5 separate regions of the Mus musculus genome follow, and regions 2, 3, 4 and 5 are each linked to region 1. The links are chromatin contacts, called in public Hi-C, HiCAR-type and promoter capture Hi-C maps. All regions are on one chromosome and are shown on one strand. The core of a region is the stretch at or near the end of the contact, and the rest is flanking DNA. Distances in the headings are between cores, read along the strand shown. Region 1 holds the start of Rnasel (ribonuclease L (2', 5'-oligoisoadenylate synthetase-dependent)). Region 2 holds the start of Apobec4 (apolipoprotein B mRNA editing enzyme, catalytic polypeptide-like 4 (putative)). Region 3 holds the start of Cacna1e (calcium channel, voltage-dependent, R type, alpha 1E subunit). Region 4 overlaps Nmnat2 (nicotinamide nucleotide adenylyltransferase 2). Region 5 holds the start of Lamc2 (laminin, gamma 2).

Evidence for each region. Promoter capture Hi-C pulls out the DNA fragments that hold promoters and counts their contacts. Hi-C and Micro-C count contacts between places; a contact is called where the count stands out from the background. HiCAR-type assays count read pairs that join an accessible place to other places.
Region 2: a contact with region 1 is called in a promoter capture Hi-C map of pre-B cells, with 2.5 times the contacts expected there. The contact joins the promoter of Apobec4 here to the promoter of Rnasel in region 1. A contact is called at or near these places in 2 of 39 promoter capture datasets (embryonic stem cells and pre-B cells) and 2 of 9 other capture datasets (embryonic stem cells and liver).
Region 3: a HiCAR-type map of astrocytes shows a contact between it and region 1, with 4 times the contacts expected there. The contact joins the promoter of Cacna1e here to the promoter of Rnasel in region 1. A contact is called at or near these places in 1 of 39 promoter capture datasets (embryonic stem cells), 2 of 484 Hi-C or Micro-C datasets (palatal mesenchyme and ventricular fibroblasts), 2 of 115 datasets of contacts at active chromatin or transcription factors (astrocytes and embryonic forebrain) and 1 of 9 other capture datasets (embryonic stem cells).
Region 4: a contact with region 1 is called in a Hi-C map of embryonic stem cells, with 4 times the contacts expected there. The contact joins the enhancer-like site here to the promoter of Rnasel in region 1. A contact is called at or near these places in 2 of 39 promoter capture datasets (the 3T3-L1 cell line and pre-B cells), 7 of 484 Hi-C or Micro-C datasets (the G1E-ER4 cell line, cortical neurons and embryonic stem cells) and 1 of 115 datasets of contacts at active chromatin or transcription factors (memory CD8 T cells).
Region 5: a promoter capture Hi-C map of liver shows a contact between it and region 1, with 2.5 times the contacts expected there. The contact joins the promoter of Lamc2 here to the promoter of Rnasel in region 1. A contact is called at or near these places in 4 of 39 promoter capture datasets (the C10 cell line, hippocampal neurons and liver), 1 of 484 Hi-C or Micro-C datasets (muscle stem cells) and 1 of 115 datasets of contacts at active chromatin or transcription factors (bone marrow-derived macrophages).

The regions. Positions count from the first base shown.
Region 1 is chr1:153,746,967-153,751,435 of GRCm38.p6, reverse strand. It overlaps Rnasel (ribonuclease L (2', 5'-oligoisoadenylate synthetase-dependent)), which reads right to left and starts at 2,010. Exons shown (of 9, transcript NM_011882.2): 1 at 1,829-2,010.
Region 2 is chr1:152,747,891-152,752,359 of GRCm38.p6, reverse strand. It overlaps Apobec4 (apolipoprotein B mRNA editing enzyme, catalytic polypeptide-like 4 (putative)), which reads right to left and starts at 1,809. Exons shown (of 2, transcript NM_001081197.1): 1 at 1,596-1,809. It also overlaps a transcript of Rgl1 not described here.
Region 3 is chr1:154,723,646-154,728,114 of GRCm38.p6, reverse strand. It overlaps Cacna1e (calcium channel, voltage-dependent, R type, alpha 1E subunit), which reads left to right and starts at 2,195. Exons shown (of 47, transcript NM_009782.3): 1 at 2,195-2,464. The coding sequence starts at 2,196.
Region 4 is chr1:153,094,661-153,099,129 of GRCm38.p6, reverse strand. All of the region lies in intron 8 of Nmnat2 (nicotinamide nucleotide adenylyltransferase 2), which reads right to left. Among named protein-coding and RNA genes, the nearest start is that of Lamc2, 90 kb to the left of the region's middle. Within about 2 kb of position 2,674, at least 29 of the 459 cell types and tissues checked have an H3K27ac peak or open chromatin away from gene starts, as enhancers often do. A contact at or near this core is called in embryonic stem cells, where this site is marked.
Region 5 is chr1:153,183,921-153,188,389 of GRCm38.p6, reverse strand. It overlaps Lamc2 (laminin, gamma 2), which reads left to right and starts at 1,943. Exons shown (of 24, transcript NM_008485.3): 1 at 1,943-2,136; 2 at 2,289-2,481. The coding sequence starts at 2,403.

The sequences.
Region 1 (4,469 bases), core at 761-3,260:
AGTTAGGGTTTTACTGCTGTGAACAGACACCATGACCAAGGCAAGTCTTAATAAAACAACATTTAATTGGGGCTGGCTTACAGATTCAGAGGTTCAGTCCATTATCATCAAGGTGGGAGCATGGCAGTATCCAGGCAGGCATGGTGCAGGCAGATCTGAGAGTTCTACATCTTCATCCAAAGGCTGCTAGTGGAAGACTGACTTCCAGGCAACTAGGGTGAGGATCTTATGCCCACACCCACAGTGACACACCTATTCCAACCAGGTCACACCTATTCCAACAAGGCCACATCTCCAGATGGTGCCACTCCCTGGTCCAAGGATATACAAACCATCACACATAGTCAAACCATCCCACAGCTAATACATGGCAGGCAGAGAGTCTTTTGCCAGTGATGACTGTAAGTGCTGCTTGGACTACAGTAGCTTACTACAAAATTCCAAAGCTCTGGGCAGAGCTTGCTCCTGATGCAGAGAAGGAATGTGTGTGTGTGTGTGTGTGTGTGTGTGTGTGTGTGTGTGTGTGTGTGTGTGTGTGTGTGTGTGCATTACATGCTGTGTGTGTTTGGGCAGGCTGATGGAGGTCAGAAGACAACTTTGGGTGTCAGTTCTCTGCTTCTTCCTGTACACCCTTCCAGGGCTCAAACTCAGGTCACCGGGCTTGTCTGGCAAGCACCTTTGCCTGCTGAGTCTCTAAGTACATTTAAAAGAAAAGGCGTATAATAAGATTTCTAGGTATGAAGTAGTCCCTGGCAGTCCCTATTCCTATGGGCTTCGTGGGTGCCTCGATATATCCCGCCGTTTCTGGTCTGTCTTCCTGTGTGCTATTTTGCTACCTGAACAGATAATAGTAACAAGGATTATGGTGGTGGTGGTGGTGGTGGTGTGGCAGCAGTTATGCTAAGGACAGAAAACATTTGTATAGCTCTTGAGTGTACTTCAGGAACTGTTCTGAGCACTTCACAAATACCAACCCAGGGATGCAAATCTTGTGATAGCTACTGCTTTTCACCCCCACTTTACAGCTAGAGAATCCAGGGAACAAAGCGGGTAAGTAGCTTGCTGTGCTTTGGAAACTGGGCTACATCACAGAGAAGGACGCTCCTGCCTTCGTTATCATTGAAGCCAGATGGGGAACCAAACAACTGCATCTTGTGCTGTATCTTATGATGAAAACCCCACAGGGAAGAGTTAAGCAGATGTGGAGGGGCCGTTAGAGTACTGGGATGGGAGTCCCTGAGACGCAGGCAGTCAGTAAAGTGTTTCCTTTATGAGTTATGGGAGGATGGGGTTTACTGACTTTCCCCGTGGCCTGTTCAGCTTGTTTTCCTTCTATAACTGAGGACCACCTGCTCAGAGGTGACACCACCCACATTGATTATTAATCAAGAAAATGCCCCCCAGGAACATGCTAACAGGCCCAGCTAGTGGGGACAATTCCCCAGTTAAGGTTCCCTCTTCCAGGTGACTTCCAGTTTGTATCTAGTTGAGAAAAACTAACCAGCTGTCCGACCACCACAGCTCTGAGCTGGCACTCTAAAGCTGTTCTGTTTTTGACGGCCACCTGAGCCACAAGTCACGTATGAGTCATCGAAGGGTTACTAATTGGAGTGCCTACACTGTTACCTTTAACCTAGACTGTTAGAATTAGGCACCCAGTGCCAGCCCAGAGCAGGTGACATTAGTTTGTCCTGAGCAGACGAAGTGACAAAGACTCCTAGAGAACACTGGCTCTCCGCCCCACCCAGAGCAGCTAGCTTGTGTTCAGGAAGCTTGCCTGTCATAAACAAATAAGAACTCCGCCCAGAAACCTCTGAGCCTTGCTTACATACGTGATCCTGACAGGCTTGGGGTGGCAGGAATGATCTGGGGTGCGAGGAAACAAAGACTCGTGCGCAACTGGATGCTGTTCGGAAGCAAGAGAAATTCCGCGAAGGACACTTTCACTGTTGTTTTCTAGGAACCAGACAGAACAAAGAGGAGCTTTGCCACAGAAAGCAGAAATCACTCAGATTAGCCAGCAGAGGGCGACGTTCAGCTACTTTTGGTCTTCATTCAGTTCCCTTGTTTGTGTCTTGTTCCCCCAAGGTCATGGGATGGCTACTCTAATTGTTGCCGATTTCCATGGGGTTGTTTGTGTCTGGGGGAAGTAATTCATACCGCCGCTGAGCGGAGCTGCCAGGGCCGTCTTGCTCACCCGTATGTGTGTTCCCTCATATTTAGAGTTGAGCCACAGTTGATATGTTGGAGAATAGGTTCCGCTTACAAGAACCAGCTAGTCCGAATGGGTCGTTTTGAAAAGCTAAGTTTCATTTCCCGCATCCTGGAACCTTCTCCCTAGAGAAGAGCTTTAAACAACCCAGAGCAGACCCCGGAGTCGTTGAAGATCTAACCGATTTGTAAGAGGTAAGGCTGGCGCGCTGGTTTGTTACTTTTTATTTATTTTTTATGATTTCCAAAGCCCAATTCTAAAAATGATTTGAGGCCACTTATAATACAAAATGTGCCTATAATAAAATCCTAAACTATAAACACATAAAGGATGAGAGACCCAGTAATTAACAGAGGAAGGCATCCATCAGATTCCACCAGAAAACTCAACTCTGGATCAAGGCCAGGGCAGGAAGTATAAGTCCCCCTTGTGAAGAAAACACAGTAATTCTTTAGCTGTCACATCACGTGAGCATGGGGGGAGGGGCACCTGGTACCAGCTGTCTGCTTTGGGGAGGGACAAATGCTGGGACAGATCTGCATGGAGGAGGACAGATCTGTATGACAGGAGAGTCTAAGACAGGAACCATGACTTCCCTTGGACCATCTTGAACCAAAGATCTCTTCTGGGTGGGATTTAAACTTTGAAGGAATAATTTACCAAGGGTAGACAGCAGGCACAGGAGTGAGTGGGAAACCTGGACTGGATACACGGAGAGGAAACAAACGGCCAACGCAAATGTAAGGGCATTTTCCCTCTTCCTCCTGAACCACTTCCCACTGTGGTATCCTCGATCCTTCCTTTGACCAAAAAGAACATCAGACTTCCGGCTCACATCCAGACTCGCACTTAGCTTACCAAACCCTTCTGGGAACTTGGGTAGAAGCCAGTGCTGTAACGTTGTACCAGTAGAAGGTTGACCTTCTCCTATCTGCAATGTGTGAGTGGTCTGGGCTGGCTGCTATGCAGCTCCAGCTGACTGGTATCTCTTTACATTTATTGGAGTGATTCACATAAACGCTCTGGCTTCTATGTCTTTAATGTTATAGGATTCTTACAGGAATTACAGGAATTAACATATGCCGAGTATTTAGAGCAGTATCTGCCGCAGACAAGTGTTTGCTGTTTTTGAGCATGTCACCAAGCCGTCTAACACACACTTTTCACACATTTTCTGTCATCACAAAACCTCTCTGAAGCCAATACTATTTATAGTCACATTTTATAATACAAAGTGAGAGCCTGAGAAATTGAGAAACATACTGATTAGCAACCTGCAGACACCAGATTAAAGTCAGTCGTGTGGCTCTAAATATTGCTCCATGCTTTCTGTGAGCTGTCCTGTGAATGGCTAAAATGAAAATTCTCCCTTAAATGGGTGCTTGATGTAAAAAGAAAAAAAAATTTTTTTAAAGATCCACAGATTCTTGCTTTACTCAAAGTCTAAGTCAGTGCCTGAATCTGTGACTGTGCCAGTTAGTCTCAGCGGTCACCTGATTGCATAGGATATTAGCAAAGAGAAAGGCTCTGGGTGGGTCTCTGAGAGTATTTCCTGCAGGCGTAACTGAAGGGTGAAGCCCCTCCCCTTGAGTGTGCAGCATCTTCCAGGTACTGCCAAGATGTGAGGGGAAAGGCTGCAAGCTTTGCCTGCCTGCCTTTGTCCCCTGAAGGTAACTCTACCCTGTAATATAGCACCTAAGCCCCTTGCATCTCTCACCCTTAGCATCAACTACTTAACTTAGGATCGGATACCTAACTTCGGCCTTCTCTTTCTTCTCCTGGACCAATTTCAAGCATTCTATCTGCCTTGAATTTACACCTCATAGACCCTGGATCCCTGAACAGTCTCTTTAACTAAGACCTTCCAGATTGGAAGATAAATTTTAGCCCTAAAAGAACTAAGGAAATCTTGCCATAACTCCTATAGACACTGACTGTGTTAGGAATTGTGTTAATAATTCCAATTTCATAATTTTGAATGTTCACCAAAAATGAATTAATAAACAACAAATTCTAGCCATGACATAGAATTCCACGGGGAAAAGCAAAGCTTTTGAAACTGAAAGAAATTCAGGCTGGAGAGGGCGGTTCCGCTGTTAAGAATACATCTATTCTAGAGGACCCGAGTTCGGTTCCCAGAACCCACATTGAGCGACTCATGTCCACCTTTCATCCCAGCTTCAGGCGCCTGCGTTCATGGGCACAAAGCCACACACCTGCACACATAATTAAACATAGATAAATAGTCTATAGAAGT
Region 2 (4,469 bases), core at 560-3,059, 1.0 Mb after region 1:
GCTATCAAAGCTTGTTACGCCTAAGCCTAATTTTGTACCCTTAAGTATTGTGCCTTTTGTGTGGCTCACTGCTGAGCGACACCAAGCTCTCGACTCCCAGTTATAGTCCCAGTTTACCAGAGAAAAATGCTGTGCCACAATACAAGTGAAAAAAAGGAAGGCTTGTAAGATGATGTTGTGTGTGTAACAAACGCGCCAGAAAGACTAGCAGGGGCCCAGAGAGATGGCACAGGGTGTGTGTGTGTGTGTGTGTGTGTGTGTGTGTGTGTGTGTGGGTTGGCTCTCCAGAACCAACATAAAAGCAGGGCAGCCTATTTGTAATCCTGGAGCTCAAGGGAGACAAGAGAATCCTGGGCAAGATGTCGTGCCAGACTAGCCAAAATGGCAGGCTCCGGGTTCTGTGATAGAGCCTGTCTCAGAAAACAAAGGTGGAGAGCAGTGGAGAAAGACAGTAGAGGTCAGCCTCGGGCCTCCACGTTCCTGTACGCACAGATGCAGACACACTCCACCACGTGCTCACACAGTATGAACAGGGCACACACGCTCGACACATGCACTTGGAACAGACAGAAGGAACAGTGATGCCCCCCAGCAATCGGAAGACCAACTGGTACAGGTGAGGTTTTCTCCTTTATGTATCAGTGTTTTGTTCCACAGAAGATAGGGAAAGTACCCTGAGGGCCTTTTCTGCCTTTGTTATTATTTTTTAAGCTGATGTGTGGAACTAAGAATATGTGACCTGAAACTGCCATGAGGAAATCATGAGGTCCTTAGTCTTTTACAATAAAGGCAGCAACATGAAACTCCTGATTACTCTCCCCAAAATATCCTTATTTCTACCCCACTCCTGCCTGTGTTTCAGCCTTAGGCAGACACGGCACATTACTGTCTGAAAGGTGATCTTTATGACCAATGGCCTTGGTATAAATGAGGGTGCCCTGGAGTCCCATTTTTCTTAATGTCTTTTCTGTGACAACTATCTGAGGTTCTCTACTGGAGCTTTCTCTTTTTCTAGTCTTCCTGGGCTGTCCTTTCGCCAGCATGCTCTGAGGGAGAGAGCGCCACTCCCTTTAAGCTTTTATAGAACTCAGGGTTTATTGTATGAATTTGTTATTGCTTAGTCTTAAGTCGATTATTTCTATTGTCAGTCACCTATCCAGGTGTCTCAGGGCTACCTCAGCAGCCTGCACTGGCTCACAAGTCAAGTGGGTTCTGGCTTGTGTCCCGGGCTACTTGTGTTACTACTGCCCCCTCCCCTGCCCCCATCGTTTTTGCCTGTGTTTGGTACATATATGTTGCCCTCTGAAGAGCAAGCAGATTTGTTGGTAGTAAGCATGAGAGATGTGGGGAGCCCAACTTGCTGAAGGACTTTCTTTCATTGACAGTGGTGAGTGGCCCTGGACTGGCCGAGGGAGGACACGCTTCCTCCGTTTAACACAAACGCACACACAATGAGGACAGACTGCTCCTGCTTCAGCTAGGAGTGCTGCTAAGGCACAGTTCGCACTGGAGTAGTTGGAGAGTGGAGTTTGCCCTTCCCAATCCGTGTGCAATCTGCTCAGAGCTAAAAACAACTGTTAGCGGTTTATAATTACCATCTTTGTCTCCAGGCTTGGCTCACACTGCAGGTGTTAGAGGCACTGGTTCTTTGTCTTCTTAAAGTCCCATGCCTTGCTTCACGTAGATTCAGAGGGCACCTGTGCCATCAAGACTCGTCTCGGATACCACAGCAGGAATCCTTTTCTGTTTCTATTAGTTCTTTTAATTTTTTCTGGTCCAGGTTAGTTCTTGCTGAGGTGTGGCTGCCTCTAAGAACACTGTTGAATTGGTGCCATGGCAACGTTTGGAAAGTAGCTACTGCTAGGATACGGCTCTGACACTTATTACTTTATTTGCATATCAAACCACCTGTTCCAAAGATGAAAATATACATGTCTGCATACTTATTCCAGCCTGGATAAAAGGGTGATATCTGGTTAAGTACATGCGTTGAGTTTTTTCCCCTTGTGACTGTAAGAATAAAACCTCAGGTCCTCTTCTCAGCATCTCTTTCACATGTAGACTAGAATCCAGGCTTAGTGTGTGGATAAGGTTTGGGACTCTCTTGTCTGTGCAGTAGCCAGGGAGATCTGCTTTTCTGTTCCCTGAGCTAAAGTGGCTTCAGCTAGAGATGAAGGAGAGCAAGTTTGGACCAACAGACCCTAAGTCCACAAAGGGACTTCTATCTATCTATCTATCTATCTATCTATCTATCTATCTATCTACCTATCTATTTTTGGTAACATTTAAAGAAAAGATTTATTTTATATGAGAGTTTTGCCCTGCTTATTTATATATGAATGCAGTACCTGAGGAAACTAGAAGAGTATGTGTGAGCTCCTGAAGCTGGAGTTACAAACGGTGTCGAGCCACCACCTGGGTGGTGGGAACTGGACTCAGGTCCTGTGCAAGAGCAAAAGTGCTTGTGACTGCTGAGCCATCTTCCCAGCCCCAGAGGGAGTGTTTGACTTTGTCTAAACACAAATCATGGGAAGTGACAGCTCTTTCCTTCCTCTCAGAAGTTCCCTGGGGAACCCATGCTACCTGTATGCGTGGCTCTGTTCACGTGAGACAAGCATTGCTTTTGGTGCAGCCCGGCCTTTCTCTCTTCATCCTTTCTCACTCTCTCACTGGCCTCGTCTTCCTGCTCCCCATTTCTCAGACTCAGGACACTGCTCGTTGTGATCCCTTGTTCTTCCTCAGGCTACTTGAATGAGTAAGTGCGGACTCGCTGTGTAGTCTATTAGTTACTAGGAACAGCTTTTAAGCATAAGCTCTGATTCCTCAGGGAGAATGGGCTCCCAGAGGCACCTCCTGTTTGCTGGTTTTGGTGTTACTTCCGTTGTTGTGCTTCCGTTGTCAGACTCTGGTGGCCGTTGTCAGCTGTCCTCTCCCAGCCACGGGGCTCCCTGGAGGCTGGCTGTGTTCTCTTGGGCTCTGTGTTTCCCAGGGTCTCTAGTGCACTAGTCCGTTCTCAGCTAATGGTGTTCAGTTGCTTTTCTGTGGCACATTCGCTGTTGGATCTCATCCTTCCCTACCTACCTTTTGCCTGAATCACGCCCTTCTTGGTTTTGCTGTTACGTCTGGAACATCTCCTCACGGAATTTACTCATGACTGAAAGTTGATTCTCATACTTCATCTCCTGCTTAGTTCTAACAGTGATACTCCACCATACAGTAATATATAAAAAGTTGTGTGTGGTGGTATATGCCTTTATTCCTAGCAGTTGGGGAACGGAATAAAGTCTGGCAGATGTCTGTGAGTTTGAGGCGAGCTTTGTATTGAGTTCTAGGCTAGCCAGGGCTAGTAAGATCTTATCTATTTTTTTTTTAAGTAAATCTAAAAAATGTGGTAGTTTTATAAGCTTTTGAGATATTATATAATAAAAAAAGGACTTGGCATGCCATAGGTCTAGTCAAGCAGGAAAAGGAGGAAACAAGCCCCACAGACTTGTTGGTCATCCTGTGTGTAGCATGCAACTTCAGTGGTGGGTTAGATACTCACTAAATCATGTCCTAAAGAATGTTAAACCAGGCTGGGCAGTGGTGGCGCATACCTTTAATCCCAGCACTTGGGAGGCAGAGGTAGGAGGATTTCTGAGTTCGAGGCCAGCCTGGTCTACAGAGTGAGTTCCAGGACAGCCAGGGCTACACAGAGAAACCCTGTCTCGAAAAACTAAAAAAAAAAAAAAAAAAAAAAGAATGTTAAGCCAGAAGCAGCAGCAAACATGCACCATGTAATACATCCACTTGTGTACTTGGGTGGTTTTAGGAAGCTCACTGATATTTAAAATATATATTAAATTTCTAATTATCACATAACAATGGAAGATACTTATGTGTAATGATTAGGCTAATTGGTATAACCATCTTAGTTAGGGTTTTACTGCTGTGAACAGCCACCATGACCAAGGCAACTCTTATATAAGGACAACATTTAATTGGGGCTGGCTTAGAGGTTCAGAGGTTCAGTCCATTATCATCAAGGTGGAAGTATGGCAGCATCCAGGCAGGCATGGCGCAGGAGGAGCTGAGAGTTCTACATCTTCGTCTGAAGGCTGCTATCAGAATACTGACTTCCAGGCAGCTAGGACTAGGGTATCAAAGCCCATGCCCACAGTGACACACATATTCCAACAAGGCTACATCTCCTAATAGTGCCACTCCCTGGGCCAAACATATATAAACCATCACACTGTCACTTCAAATATTTATTATTTCTTTCTGTTGGAAACATTTGAAGTCTTCACATACTTTTGCAGCACACAATTAACTGTGGAATGTTAGAGGTTGTCCTTTTATCTCGTCGGACCGGACTCTGTACCTTGCCAGTCTCCTCACTACACTCCTTTCCTTTTGCTTCCCAGACTTTAGTGAGTAGTCAGGTGCCCTTGCATCTTCAGAGGACAGCCTTGTGTGTGGCCTGCCTT
Region 3 (4,469 bases), core at 946-3,445, 980 kb before region 1:
CATACAACAGACATGTATCAGTGCACACACATAGACACTCACAGACACATACAAGTAGGAATACACGTGCCCAACACCCAGACACCACTTTATCTCTTAATCAGTTAATTTCACACACTGCCTTTCAGGCCTGCCGAGGTGGCGCTGCCCTCATGGTGACTTCCAACACTGGGGCTTTGGTTTGCCTTTGCTTACGTCTTCAGCCAGCCCTTGCCCTCAGCGCTTCCTTCGCTTCCGTAGAAAGGTTATGGATACAACTATGTGTTGAAGCCAAGGGTGAACATAAGTCAAGGAAAGTATGTTCCAGACAGTGCAGATGATGGGAGGGGACAGGGATAGACTGTCCACGGAGTCTCCTGTAGGCAAGGACTAGATTGTTAAACACAGAGCTTCTTTCTCTGGACTACATGTCCTCCCTCTGCAGCTCAGACACTTTTTTTTTTAAAATGACATAGGTTTGAGAAGATCAATGGACCTTGGTTGAAAGTAAAAGGTGGTGGTGGGTGGGAAACCCCCTTTGTTAGGATTTTGAGGGCACTTTGCTTAGGCTCTCTGTCTGGGGATTGGAATATCTGGGCCACCTGCCAGGAGGAAAGTGGAACCCAATCTAGAAGGCTGCTTTGTAAGGTCCCTTAGGGTCCATAGGACAGAAGGTCCCAGAGAAGCAGAGGTACTTCTCTATGAGGTCTGTTAAGTGTTGGTTTAGGAAGAGGGCACTCTCTTTGCCCTGGGGATCCCTGTTGATGGTAGTGGAACCTAGGAGATCCAAAGCAGAGGCTACAAGATCCTAGGGTGGGGTGCACAAGTCCCTACTCTCCACTAGAGCAGTGGCGAGCAGAACCCTATGCAGAGTATGGAAAGAGGCACAGCCCTGAGTACCCTTCCTAGGACCAAAGAGAGTGTTCCTGGACAGGTCTTTGATCTGTTGCAGAGAGTCTGCAGGCATCACCAGCTTCAGTGGGCCTCTCTTTTCCATCTCCTGAGGGAACCGCGACTCTTCCTTGGACCCTTGCCTAGGTAGCCTTCAGTCAAACGAATTCACAAGCCAAACCAGCCTCACCACGCTGGACTCTGAGAGCCCCGCCCCCGCGTCTCTCTCGGATCCTTGGCCACCTTGCTGCGCTGCTGCGCTGTGCTCCTCAACCTGCCCTTAAGCATCGTCTCTGCTCTCTGTAGCCAGGAAGGCCGGGAGGAGAAAGAGCTGGTCTTTGGTGAGGAAGTTCGGTATGTGGATTAAGTCCTATGCCCTGCCATCACTAGCTAGGCTGACTGCAACCTGTTCCTCACTGCGACCGCCCGCCCGCTCGCTCGCTCGCTCTCCCACCCTCTTCCCGGCGCAGCCGCGGATCGCTGTTGCATGCTGATCCTGGGAGGCGGCGGCGGCGGCGGCAGCGGCGAGCGCTCTGGGCGGATGCTGGCACTTGGGCTTCGCTGCTCTCTGGTTGCTGCTCAACTTCTACCCCAAAAGCAGGAGCTGTGAAGTCATTTGCCCCTCTCCGGCTGGTTCGACTTCTCATCTTCATTTTTCGGGCGATGCGGTTTACGCAGGAACCTTAGTACCGCTCTCCCCCCCACCTCCATCTCCCTCTCTCCAACCTTTGGATGCATCTCCGCTGGCAGATTTAAAGAGCCAAGTCTTGGCTGTGGAATTTCTTAGATGGACTTGCAGGGGCTGGCGTTCTAAAGCATGTCACCGTAGCTGGCCCTTGTCTTTTTTTCTTTTCATTTTTTTCAAAGTTCTTTTGTTTTCATTTCCTTCTTCCTCTCTACCCCTCACCCCGACCAATAAATCAGCAAACTGTTACCTAGCGGACCAGTGCCTGCCTTTCTCTCAGCCAGGTGGTACGTGTGCCAGAAGAGGAGCTATGTTTGAGGACCGACCTTCTCCACCCCTCTCCGGTCCCTGAACACCACCCCACGCTGGCATTTTGGGGGAAAATATTCCCTCTAGAAGCCCTACCCCCTTCTTCTTCTTCTTCTTCTTTTTTTTTCTTGAGGAATGGAGCTTCGCAGAGGTTGCCTTTAGATTCAACAGTTCAGAGCAGGGCTGAAGAGCCTGCAGGGGTCCCCAGAGGCGGTGGTCCCTGCGCCTGTGTGGATAAGGCTCTGAGCCTGCCTGTGTCTTTTCTGCCTCTTGTTGTGTGCGGGTGTTCGGCGATCACCTTTGTGTGTCTTCTGTCTGTTTAAACTTCAGGATGGCTCGCTTCGGGGAGGCGGTGGTCGTTGGCAGGCCAGGCTCAGGCGATGGAGACTCGGACCAGAGCAGGAACCGACAAGGAACCCCCGTCCCGGCCTCGGGGCCGGCGGCCGCCTACAAGCAGTCAAAAGCGCAGAGGGCGCGGACTATGGCTTTGTACAACCCCATACCAGTCCGGCAGAACTGTTTCACGGTCAACAGATCCCTGTTCATCTTCGGAGAAGATAACATTGTCAGGAAATACGCCAAGAAGCTCATCGATTGGCCATATCCTTTCTTACCCACCATGACTTCCCTCTCCCCCTTTGCATTCCATCGGGTGAGGGGGGGCACCTAGCATGGAATCTATTCCCCACCCCTTCCTGGTGCCAAAATTTGCCCCTTTGCTCAAGTGCACCCTACCTTGTTGCATTCACGGGGCAAGCCTGATGCCCCGGAGACCTATTTGGGCAGTAGTGGTTTTCAAGGTAAGACTTTTGGTTTTGGGGATTATTTTCCATGTGGAAATCTCTAAGTGTACTTAGGTGCCTGGTGTGGAGACATCTGCCTCTTTCTGGGCTTTGTCTGTTTCTTGGCCACCCCCAAAGTCCTAACCCTTTCAGAAGCTGCACTCCATGTGGTTTGGCTTACCTCAAATCTCAAGGATTCTTTCATAATCAGTTCTCTCTTTTCCACCACTTAAGCCAGTCCCTCTGCTCCCATTCCTACCAGCTGGGAAGACACTTGCACTGTCTGCCAGCAGAGAAGTTGAGGTTCTGGGAGGGATTTGCCAGATGAGAAGCTCCAAAGAGTAGACCCATGTATACAAGAAGACAAATGAGTACTTATGAAAAAGGCGTTGGGCTAGGGACTCAGCTAACTCTGGAGACCAACTTTAAGTTCTACTGAAAGTGAATGCCTGTCAGGGGAGATGATCATGTCACCACCAGCCCAAAGAGCTCAAAGTTGGAGTTCTTTCTTCAGGCAAGGAGGTGTGTTCTTCCTTTCTTGGTCCTGGGTTGTTACTCTTGCTTCTTAATGTTTGCCATACCTGGCTGCTCTCCCAGTATACTGAACCATAGATCTACTGGGCCTGAACCCATCAGCTGAGGGTCAGAGGTGTGCAAACAATTTCTCTCTAAAGCCAAGGGTGTTGCTCTTTACAAGGAGTGGGTAGGTCATCTATGGAGGTGATGGTTTGGGAGTAAAAGGCTAGGATGGAAGAAACATCTTTGCAGGTTTTACCAAGCGCACTGAATGCAGGCTGCTGATCAGGCAGCTTCCTGCCTGCTCTGCACTAAGAATTTGCATGCCTGTCAAGGCCATTAGGAGTTGAGGTTGGTAGGGTGTTTCAGGGGATTACAGGAGGCAAGCCAATGTTTTGAGGCTAGATGTGGGGGGTCCTCTTGGGGACAGGGACTTTGGTGCCTCTGGAGACATGGTTCTTGGGAAGAATACACCTGCAAAAGAGACTCCTCCTCTTTGCCCCATGCTCCCTCCCCCAACCCTCCTCTCAGGTGTGCAGCAGTGAGAAAGCTGAGGCTGGGGTGGGGGGGGGATGGGGTTCAAGTATTAGTTTGCAAGGCATCTTGCTTCCCCCCAGGGCCTGAACATCCCCTGCAGCCCCCAACCTCTAGTTTTTGGCCTTCTCTCCCCCACCCCTCCAGTTCCCTGCCTCAGCTGCTTTGGGATTGGCTGGTGCATGGTGCTTCTAGGCAGCAGCACCTCATTAGAAACGAAGCAGCATCTCTAAGCAGTGATGCTTCCTGCTGCTGTTCACATCCTCCCACAGACACCCCCTGGCTGGGTTTCTCCCTTTCTCCTCCTTGTTCTCCAGTTCTCACCTCCCCCTCCCACCTCCACAGAATGATCCGGGCCATAGAGTGCTTGGGTTGAACTATTTAGATAGGGGCTTGGGGCGGGGGAGGGGTCCGGTCCCTGCAGTCATGCCCAGTCAGTGAGCTGCACAAGGCGGACTGATTGCATTGTGTTGCATGCTGCGGCGGGCGGCTGCAAATAACTCCTTGGAGCAGTACTCTACTGGTCTCTCAGGGAAGGTCCCTTCCCTCGACCACCTTCTACAGTTCTTTTAGATTCCCCACCCACCAGGTTCCCCTTTGCTGTGACCTGCTTAGGACACCCCGCCTCCAGACAGCCCCCTTCTCCGTTTGCTTGCAGTAGACAAAGCAGCTTTTCAGTCCCACAGAAGGCAAAGTGTGGTCACAGCCCTCCTTGGCACCTCGGACAGCGCCATCAAAACTCCCTGGCTGGTCCTGAGCTCCCAAGTCACCGG
Region 4 (4,469 bases), core at 1,425-3,924, 650 kb after region 1:
AGAAAAGAGCCACCCTGACTGTGGGTGGTAGCATCCCATGAACTGGGGATCCAGGCTGAATAGAACAGAGCCGATAAGTAGAGCATCAGCATTCACTCCTGTCCCTCTGCTTCCTAACTGTGGATTCAGAGGGAGCAGCCGCCTTAGGCCGCTGTTGCAATGCCCTCACCCGTGAGCCAAAAGAAGCCCTTTCTTACCAGCCGGGCTCCGAGGCTGGTCCAGGAGCCTGGATCTTGATCCCTGACCCCCCCCCCCATCCCCCCAGAAAACAAGAACAAAATTGCTAACCGGGAGGCCACACAGCAGCTCTTTTGTGCGCCACTTGAGAGAAACTTGATGAATATGTACGGAATTTTCTCTCCGTGGAATGTAAAGGGACGGGGTGTGTCGTGTCATAGGAGGTCAGATTTCACTGTGGACTGATAAATCTTTGTGCCTAGTGGATACTGCGGCAGGGGAACTGTGGGGCTGGGTGTGGAGTCCTTGATGGAGAGTTTTGGTTCTGGACTTTGAAGGAAGTGATACTGGCTAGGATGGACCAGGAGAGGCTGTGGCTGTCCTGCTGTGGGGCAGGCCCACTCAGCCAGTTTCTAGAAGATGTTAACAGTTTCATTTGACACAGTAAGGCTGCCCCTTTATGAACAAGCTCCTGTTTCTTCCCAGATCTGTTTGAACGGGGACTCTTTTAGCTCAGAGCCTTGTATCTTTAGCTATTGCTTCCCCCTTTACCTCTGAGCAATGATTCAAAGAAACCTTACAAACTGGGCAGAGTTGGGAAAGAGCAATTGGCTGGGTGGCATCGGGATGTAGGTCTGCTGTAGGCTGAGGCAGCCTAGTCTGATTAACTCCAGCCCCACTGTTTCTGCAGGGAACTGGGATTCTCATCACTGCCCCAGACAAGATAGATGCAGGAGTAACTAGGATGGATGTCCTAGATCTCTGGAATGACCAGACATCCAGGTTGTCTGTCAGCCTGAGACAGGAAGTTCTAAGAATGTGGGACGCTCAGATTTTGAACTTAAAAAAAAAAAAAGATTTATTTATCTTATATATATATATATGAGTACACTGCAGCTGTCAGACACACCAGAAGAGGGCTTCAGACCCCATTACAGATGGTTATGAGCCACCATGTGGTTGCTGGGAATTGAACTCAGAACCTCTGGAAGAACAGTCAGTGCTCTTAACGTCTGAGACATCTCTCTAGCTGAATCTTCTTCTTCTTCTTCTTCTTCTTCTTCTTCTTCTTCTTCTTCTTCTTCTTCTTCTTCTTCTTCTTCTTCTCCTTCTCCTTCTCCTTCTCCTCCTCCTCCTCCTCCTCCTCCTCCTCCTCCTCCTCTTTGTTTTGAGACAGATAGGGCTTCTTGCATCACAAGCTGGCCTTGAACTCACTAGGTAGTAGAGATGACCTTGAACCTCTGATCTTCTTACCCCCACCTCCCAATCCTGGGATTAGTTTATATGGTGCTGTGGATTGAACCCATGGTTTTGGGCACACGAGGCAAGCACTCTACCAACTGAGCTCCTTCTCCAACCTCAGTCTGTGGATTTGGTTCGTTTCCATTTGTTTTACAATGCTGGGGATTCTATCCAGAGCCTCACCGAAGCTCTCTAGCACCACACTATCTCCTTAGCCTTGGGATTTTGCACTCAAATCATCTAAGTCCCAGGAAGAGTGAGGCTATCTGCTTACCCTCCTTGGTGCTGGTCTATCCATCCCTGACGGGCACAAGATGTTCCGAAGTTACCCATCTCAGACTGGGGACTGACTGGAAGCAAGGTGGGGGTATCCCTTTGTTTTTTTAGAATGGCACCCCTAAGAGAGGAATCCTCCGACAACTCTCAGGAATCCAGGAAGTCAAACTGGTCAGGACTGTGGCATGCCCCTCCCCCACATCATCAGAGGGAATACATTGGAATGAACAAAGACTTCACTGTGACATTTACTTGTTATTTGTGTTTGTGTGTCTGTCTGTCTGTCTGTCTCTATGTGTTTCATGTGAGTGCAGGTGTCCTAGGAGGCCAAAAGGGGGCATCAGATGCCCTGTGTTAGAAACCACCTGCATTCCAGAACAAGATTCACAGGTCTTAAATGACTCTGTGCCACATGTTTTTGTCACCAGAGTCCCTTATACACATGCTCCATATCCCCCTAAAGTTTGTGTCATCCTGGTCTTTGTATCATTCTCTCTCCCTCCTTTTTCCTCCCTCCCCCACTAGAATTACAGGTGGTTGTGAGCGGCCAGACCATGACTTTGGGGACCAAACTGAGGCCGTCTGAAAGAACACCAAGTGCTTTTAACTGCTGAGCCCTTCCTCCAGCCCCTTAAATTTTGTTTCTTAATCAGCCCATGCTCTAAATGCTTTAAAAAGCTCAACACCAATGACTGAGGAGAGCCAGAAGGACCGGAGGTGGGGGAGAGACCCAAAGCATCAGGTAGGAAATGAGATCTACCCTGTAGAGACCTAACCAGGGGAGAGCCCGGCATCAGGGGCACAGGGCTGTGTATATGTTTCAGGCTCCAAGTAGCCTACTTCCGGCTACAGAAGACTCCCCCCACAGGTCCCACTTAGTAAATAGCCCCAGGGATTTCCTGCTCACACAAGTGGCTCTTCAGACTCCTGCACCAGCTGCCAACCTCAGCCTTCTAAATTCCCAGACTGCTCCTGCCTCCCTGGAGGGCCCAACCGCTCAGCTTTGCTGAAATCTCTGCCAGTGACTTTTTACTTTCTCAGCACCCAGTAGAGGGTGGAAGGCAAAAGCTGATTAAGCCACTTAATCCAAAGCAGAAAGGAAGCTTAAAATTTCACCTGCAGGAAATTGCTCCAGGGTCGCAGATGAAAGGACTTCTCAGAATGGTCCTCCTCTGCCGCCCCTCCCCCACAGCGCACGACACTCGCACTCCCTTCCCTCGGAATAGCTACTGGGTGCACCGGGGTGCTTGGTTCACGCTAGCTGAAGTTTCCTAATAGCATTTGTTACAAACCAGGTATCATGGGACAAGTCTAGTCCCAGCACTGGAGAGATGTAGGCAAAAGGATCAGGAGTTCAAGGCCACCCTCAGCCACACAGCAAGTCTGAAGCCAGCCTGGGCAAAGACAACCTTGTCTCAAGAACAACAGGCAAAAACCACGTGGTGTTTCCTGTTAATTATGCGATAGGTCTGCAGGTGGCAGGTCGTGCTGTCGCCTATGTGATGTCATAGGTTTGGGAGGTCCTGATGCCAACAAGATACACTTAAAGAGTGTCATTTGAGTCTTCAAAAATCTATGTGAGGTAAACACTATTATTAAGGCCATTTTAAAGATGGGAAAATGGAAACTCAGACGATGTGTTGGGGGTAGAACTGGACTCTAAATTCTGATTCTAAATGTCCCCTTTCATGTTACATCACGTCTCCTAACGCTCATCATCAGGGGGTGCTGTACCAGGAAGTTCTTTGAAATCTCAGGCCACTGTCAATAACATACCAGATCTTAAAAACCTGAGTCCGGAGTGATGCTAAGGGCAAACTCAAACAAATCCTCTTGCTTTTTGTTCCTGGCTTGCTTTGCATTTGGAAGGATCTCATTTACCTTTGCGATTCCCGCTTGCAACCCCACACACCCCTATTCTCTTGCTAAGGGGAGCCTGGGGTAGTGGTGGCTACCTCTTCAAAGATGGCAAAGCCTAAGAAGCCACACCTATAGTTCAAAGGGCAAAGCTTCCTCCTAAACCCTCCCTGGAAGCCGTGCTCCCCCCCACCCCAGCTTTACTATAGACAATACTTGATGGACCGGTCACCATGACAGCAGTTGCCCAAGTTGTGTTTCGGGGAATTGGAGGTTGTGGAAGGTAGTTGGAACTACTGACCTATGCAAGTGTCCAGTGGGTGACCTTTTGATGGCTAACGCTCCACCCTTAGGGTCCACTAATGTCACTGTTTTCGGAGCATAACCCAGGTAAAGCTCTAATGGCTCACCTACAGGCTACTTCACTTTCTTCATGGCAATCATCTGTTGCAAGCCTTAGACCCTGCTTATTTCAAAAGTGCCCCTTAACTTTTTGAGACCTTGGGCACCTGCCTTTTCACGTCTGGCTCCGTGTGTGTGTGTGTGTGTGTGTGTGTGTGTGTGTGTGTGTGTGTGTGAGATGTTTGCAATTGTTTCGTCAACTGTCAGACTGGCATGCCAAACAATGGGCAAAGTGAGTCTCATTGGGTAACTAGAGGAGCTGAACGATTGGCGTGGTTACCCAGCAAGTTCATTAAAAAAACAAAACAAAACAAAAGATAAAGTCTGGTGTTGATGCCAGCAATGCACCAAGGCAGGAGGATTGCCAGGGCTACATAGCAAGACCCTTTCTTAAAAAAAAACGAACAGAAAAGCAATTTGCATAGGGCCATGAGGTTGGAGCTGGTTTTAGCTCAGGCTATCTAGCCCAAGAGAGAATGAATAAACCAGCAGGAGAGAACAGCGTGTGTGGAAAG
Region 5 (4,469 bases), core at 694-3,193, 560 kb after region 1:
CAGATCTAACATCTTGGGGAAATCACAAGCATTTGTGCAGAGTCCTATGTGACTTGGTTTCCTGGATGAATGCCAAGAGTCCACAGTCTTGCCCTGCTGTGATGGATGTTGGCCATACCTTGATGGCTGTTGATGACTAACCTTAGATTGCACTCAGCTCGTTCAGTATTGTGAGCTTATCTTTCTCTACGGCACTTTTTAATCTGACTATCAAAGTGCTATGAAGTGCGAAGCCAGATTGCCTGGCTTTGCATCTTGGCTTTGCCATTCTTAGCATGCTGCCTAACCTTTCCTGGCCTGTGGCATAGGGACATTGGTACTATACCTCATTTACAGGGTTCTATTGAATGTTAAAAGGACTACTATGTATGCCAGACTTATTTATGCCAGCAATAAATGACAGATAGGTCTCTTTGTTACTATTATTATCACTAAAGAGGGTAGCAGATGAAAATGAAAGCATTTGAGATATGATAGACAATGAAAATCTGTGCTAAAAAACAAATTTTGCCTTTAAGGTTTGATTTTGCAGGGCCCTATGCCCTGCTCCTCCAACACTGTGTACCTGGACTTTTCTAAAACAAGAAGTATCAATATTTTCAGTTAGTGGATGGTAGATATGCAAGGATCATAGCACTCAGAAACAAGTGTGCTCCCTCTCTCTCTCTCTCTCCCTCTCCCTCTCCCTCTCCCTCTCCCTCTCCCTCTCCCTCTCCCTCTCCCTCTCCCTCTCCCTCTCCCTCTCCCTCTCCCTCTCCCTCTCCCTCTCCCCCTCTCTCTCTGTCCACCGCATAGCTGCTACTGGAAGAAAAAAATTATAGATGCCTGCTCTCAAGGAACTGAAGTGTTAGCAGTAGCTGGGCACTGATTCTGAGTGAGAAGAATCTCCACATTATTTGGACAGAGCAGAAGAGAGTTGAGTCTAGGTTAAGAAAATTAGAATATCCATTCTGTTGCTCATTTTGCGCTAGATTTTAGAGATGTCGGCTTGTCTGCAGTACCCTATCTTGCCTCTGTTGCTCTTCAATGCTTTGTCTACTTCCTGGTTAGAACTAGGTATCTAGTTCAGACTCCATGTTCTGTACAAAGCCAGCCACATCTCTCCTGGTCAGCCTACACTGGTCACTATCACACTTAGAAATGGGAGTTCTCACACCCTTTGACAATATGTATGGATTACGTTGTTAGTTATCTTAGAGTGTTAAGCTACGGAACTATCTATGGTACAGTCATTCATTTAGTCAGTGACTAGGTATTTATTTAGGGCCTCTGCTGTCCTTACCATGAGGAAAAGAAGTGGTTATTGGTTGTAATGGATACGTTGTGTCTACATAAATACTAGTAAATCCTAAGTCTATAGCAGGATTTAAGAGCCTTCTCTGACAGTCACTTCTGCATTATTCACTGTAGGAGAAGTTCCCAGGACAGTGTGGGATAAGCCAAGATTTGCATCCCCTCCCCCACTTGGTGTTACTCACTTCAGCTAACACCGGGCTTGGCTGGCACTATCCCTCTTAACGTTATTTTCTAGCGGGGCCAGAGAGAATGTCGTGAAAAATATGCTCTGAGATGTTAAAAGACTAAGAAACCTTTTCTCTTATGAGCAGAAGGCTTGTTGAATATCAACTGTGAACTAGTTCGTAACAGTTTAATGAGTTTGCTTAATGAGTTTGCTAGTTCAAGGTTAAGGGGGTAGATAGACCCAGGAGAGCAACCTTTGGGTCACCCTGGTGTGTGTGTGTGTGTGTGTGTGTGTGTGTGTGTGTGTGTGTGTGCTTAGAAGTGAGTAAAATCAGAGGTATGTATACGTGCTGTATCTCAGAATAAAAGTTACCCTGAGAGTGAAGAGGATCGATCCTGTTGGGCCCCTCAGCCTGGTTAATTTGCCTGTGTTTTAGACTAGAGTGGAAGGGGCGTCCAACTGTGACTGGAATGGATGTCTGTGCCCTTGAGACTCCCTCGCCCCCTCCGGTTTTGAGGAAGGGGTGGCTGATATCTACAACCTGAGTTCTGCCCAGGACCACCCCGGGAGAGAACGGCTGTGTGTAGCGGGGTGCGGGTGGAGGGAGGGGATATGGCACATTCCAGAAGGATCTCTGGACCGCAGCCTCAGTACCACGCCCTCGGCGGGGCCAGGTGTGCTCCCCGGTTGCGGAGGGGGGAGCCCGGGGCCGCAGCGAGCGGGTTTACTGCTCGGCATGCGCTGAGTGTTTGTCTGCCTCGGAGGGTTGGGTCCTCCTTGTTCACAGGTGAGTCACGCCCCGAAACACCGGCTCTCTTCCTGTCAGGACTGAGTCAGGGAGAAGAGTCGATAAAACACCTGATCGAGGGAAAAGGAAGGCACAGCAGAGCGAAGACTCGGCGCCCGGCAGGCACCCGCAGCGGCGGAGCGCGGCCCGGCCATGCCTGCGCTCTGGCTCAGCTGCTGCCTTGGTGTCGCGCTCCTGCTGCCCGCAGCCCAGGCCACCTCCAGGAGGGAAGGTGAGTGCTCCCACCGCGCCTCCAACTTGCCCTTCCCTGCACACGGTGTTGGTGGCTGAATTCACCTCGAGGATCCACACTCGGTCAGGTCAAGGATCTGCAAAGAGCCTATCTCCTCCCTACCTGGGGCTCCTGTACAGTCGCGCTCTAAAGTGACAGTTTTCCCATAAAGCCAAGGGAGTTAAAAACACGAAGCTAATGGGTTGTGCCAGCTGAAGGTTTCCTTGCCCTAAAGCCATTCCTCTTTCAATTCCCTCCCTTTCTTTTCTTTGGCAACAGGGGACCCCTCCACACCCGTTCAATCAGTAACATGCTAGTCTTTAAACTGTCCGGTCCCTGTAATTTACCAGTGGGAGTTAGGTGGGACTTTTTCCATGCCCGGCAGCACCACACAGACTAAAAACAGAACTTCCATAATCCCCTTGTTATCCATGTTGTATTTTTGAGATAGAGCGTGAACTTTAAGCGTTTTAGTAATACCCGAAACTGCAAGTGTTACTTCTAAGAACAGTTTCGCCTCCCAGGTATTTATTGGACTCAAACTTCAAGTAACATTTACTCCTACCGAGAGCACCCGGTGGCTGTCATGTCCTGAGGAGTTAAGGTCATATAAACAAAATCTGCGAGAACTTAGCGACTGTTTTTCGTGTGTATGTGTCCTGTCAACTATGATGACACCTAGTGCGGGGGTTTCTCTGTCTCTTAGCTGAAGCGCTTTCCTCTGATCACCCAACTTTTCACATTCATAGTTACTGTTGCTTCCTGCTCTCCATGGTGTTCCAGTCACCACTGCCAGGGATCGGAAGCCATGATGCTCGATCATGTATAATTGTCACCAAAAAGGAGTAACTGGCATGATAGCCATGTTCATTTTCTTGACAATAGTAACCATTTCACTAGTCCTGTCAAAACCTGTTGTGTAGCTCAGATATGTAAGATGAACTTTAAAACAAAAAAATGTATGAAAGTGGTCATGTCGAGAGGGCTCCCCCTGAGTCAGGATAAACTGGTTGAAACCTAGTAGAAAACATTCTGAGAGTGAAAACAGTCTCTGAATATTAGAATTAAAAGTAACTTCCAGTGGATCAGCAATTAAGAATCCTTTGATTGAAAAGATGAGCAGTTGGCAGTGTTTTTGCACAAGGCCACCCAGGCAGCTATTGGCAGTGGCAGAACCTTTGATCCAGGTGTTCTTAGCTTTTTTGACCTCATTATAAAAGTAATATGTATATATATATATATATATATATATATATATATATGTGTGTGTGTGTGTGTGTGTGTGTGTGTGTGTGTGTGTGTGTGTATGTATATGTATATTTTTTTTCAGTACAGCAATTTTCCTCTTGGCTATAATTAAATACATACATGTGTGTTGGTATTACATAACAAAACCAAATCTATAGGATGCCATCAATTGTTTCATAAAGTCAGGTTCAACAGCAGACTTTGTACCCAAGCAGTCCATCCAAACACAAAGTCAGAAGTTCTGTGTTGGCTCATTTTCGCACTTTCCCCTTCCTTAGGGACAGATTGCTTGAGATACCAGGTTCTCTCCTCAAACAGCTTTATTTGGGAGCCAAGTGAGACTATGTCATTATGGTAGATCATTTATATTTTTCCATTTTTGTCACACTGGGATATACAAGGAGCTGGGCAAAAGGTATGATACCTGTCCTAATCCAAAGTGACCTGTATCCAGGCATCCTGTGGGCTGCACCTGTGGGCTGCACCTGTGGGCTGCACCTGTGGGCTGCACCTGTGGGCTGCACCTGTGGGCTGCACCTGTGGGCTGCACCTGTGGGCTGCGAAGGTCTGAAGTCGTGATGTTGCTTCCTGGTTATTTCTTGCAGGTGAAATTATGGTTAAGATATAATTACCGAGACTTACAGGGTTGGTCTCACCTAAAACACTGGCTTTAGAGTCAGCCTGACCTGGCAAAATTTTTTGGTTTATTCACTTGTTAATGCCTGTCTTAGTCACTGTTC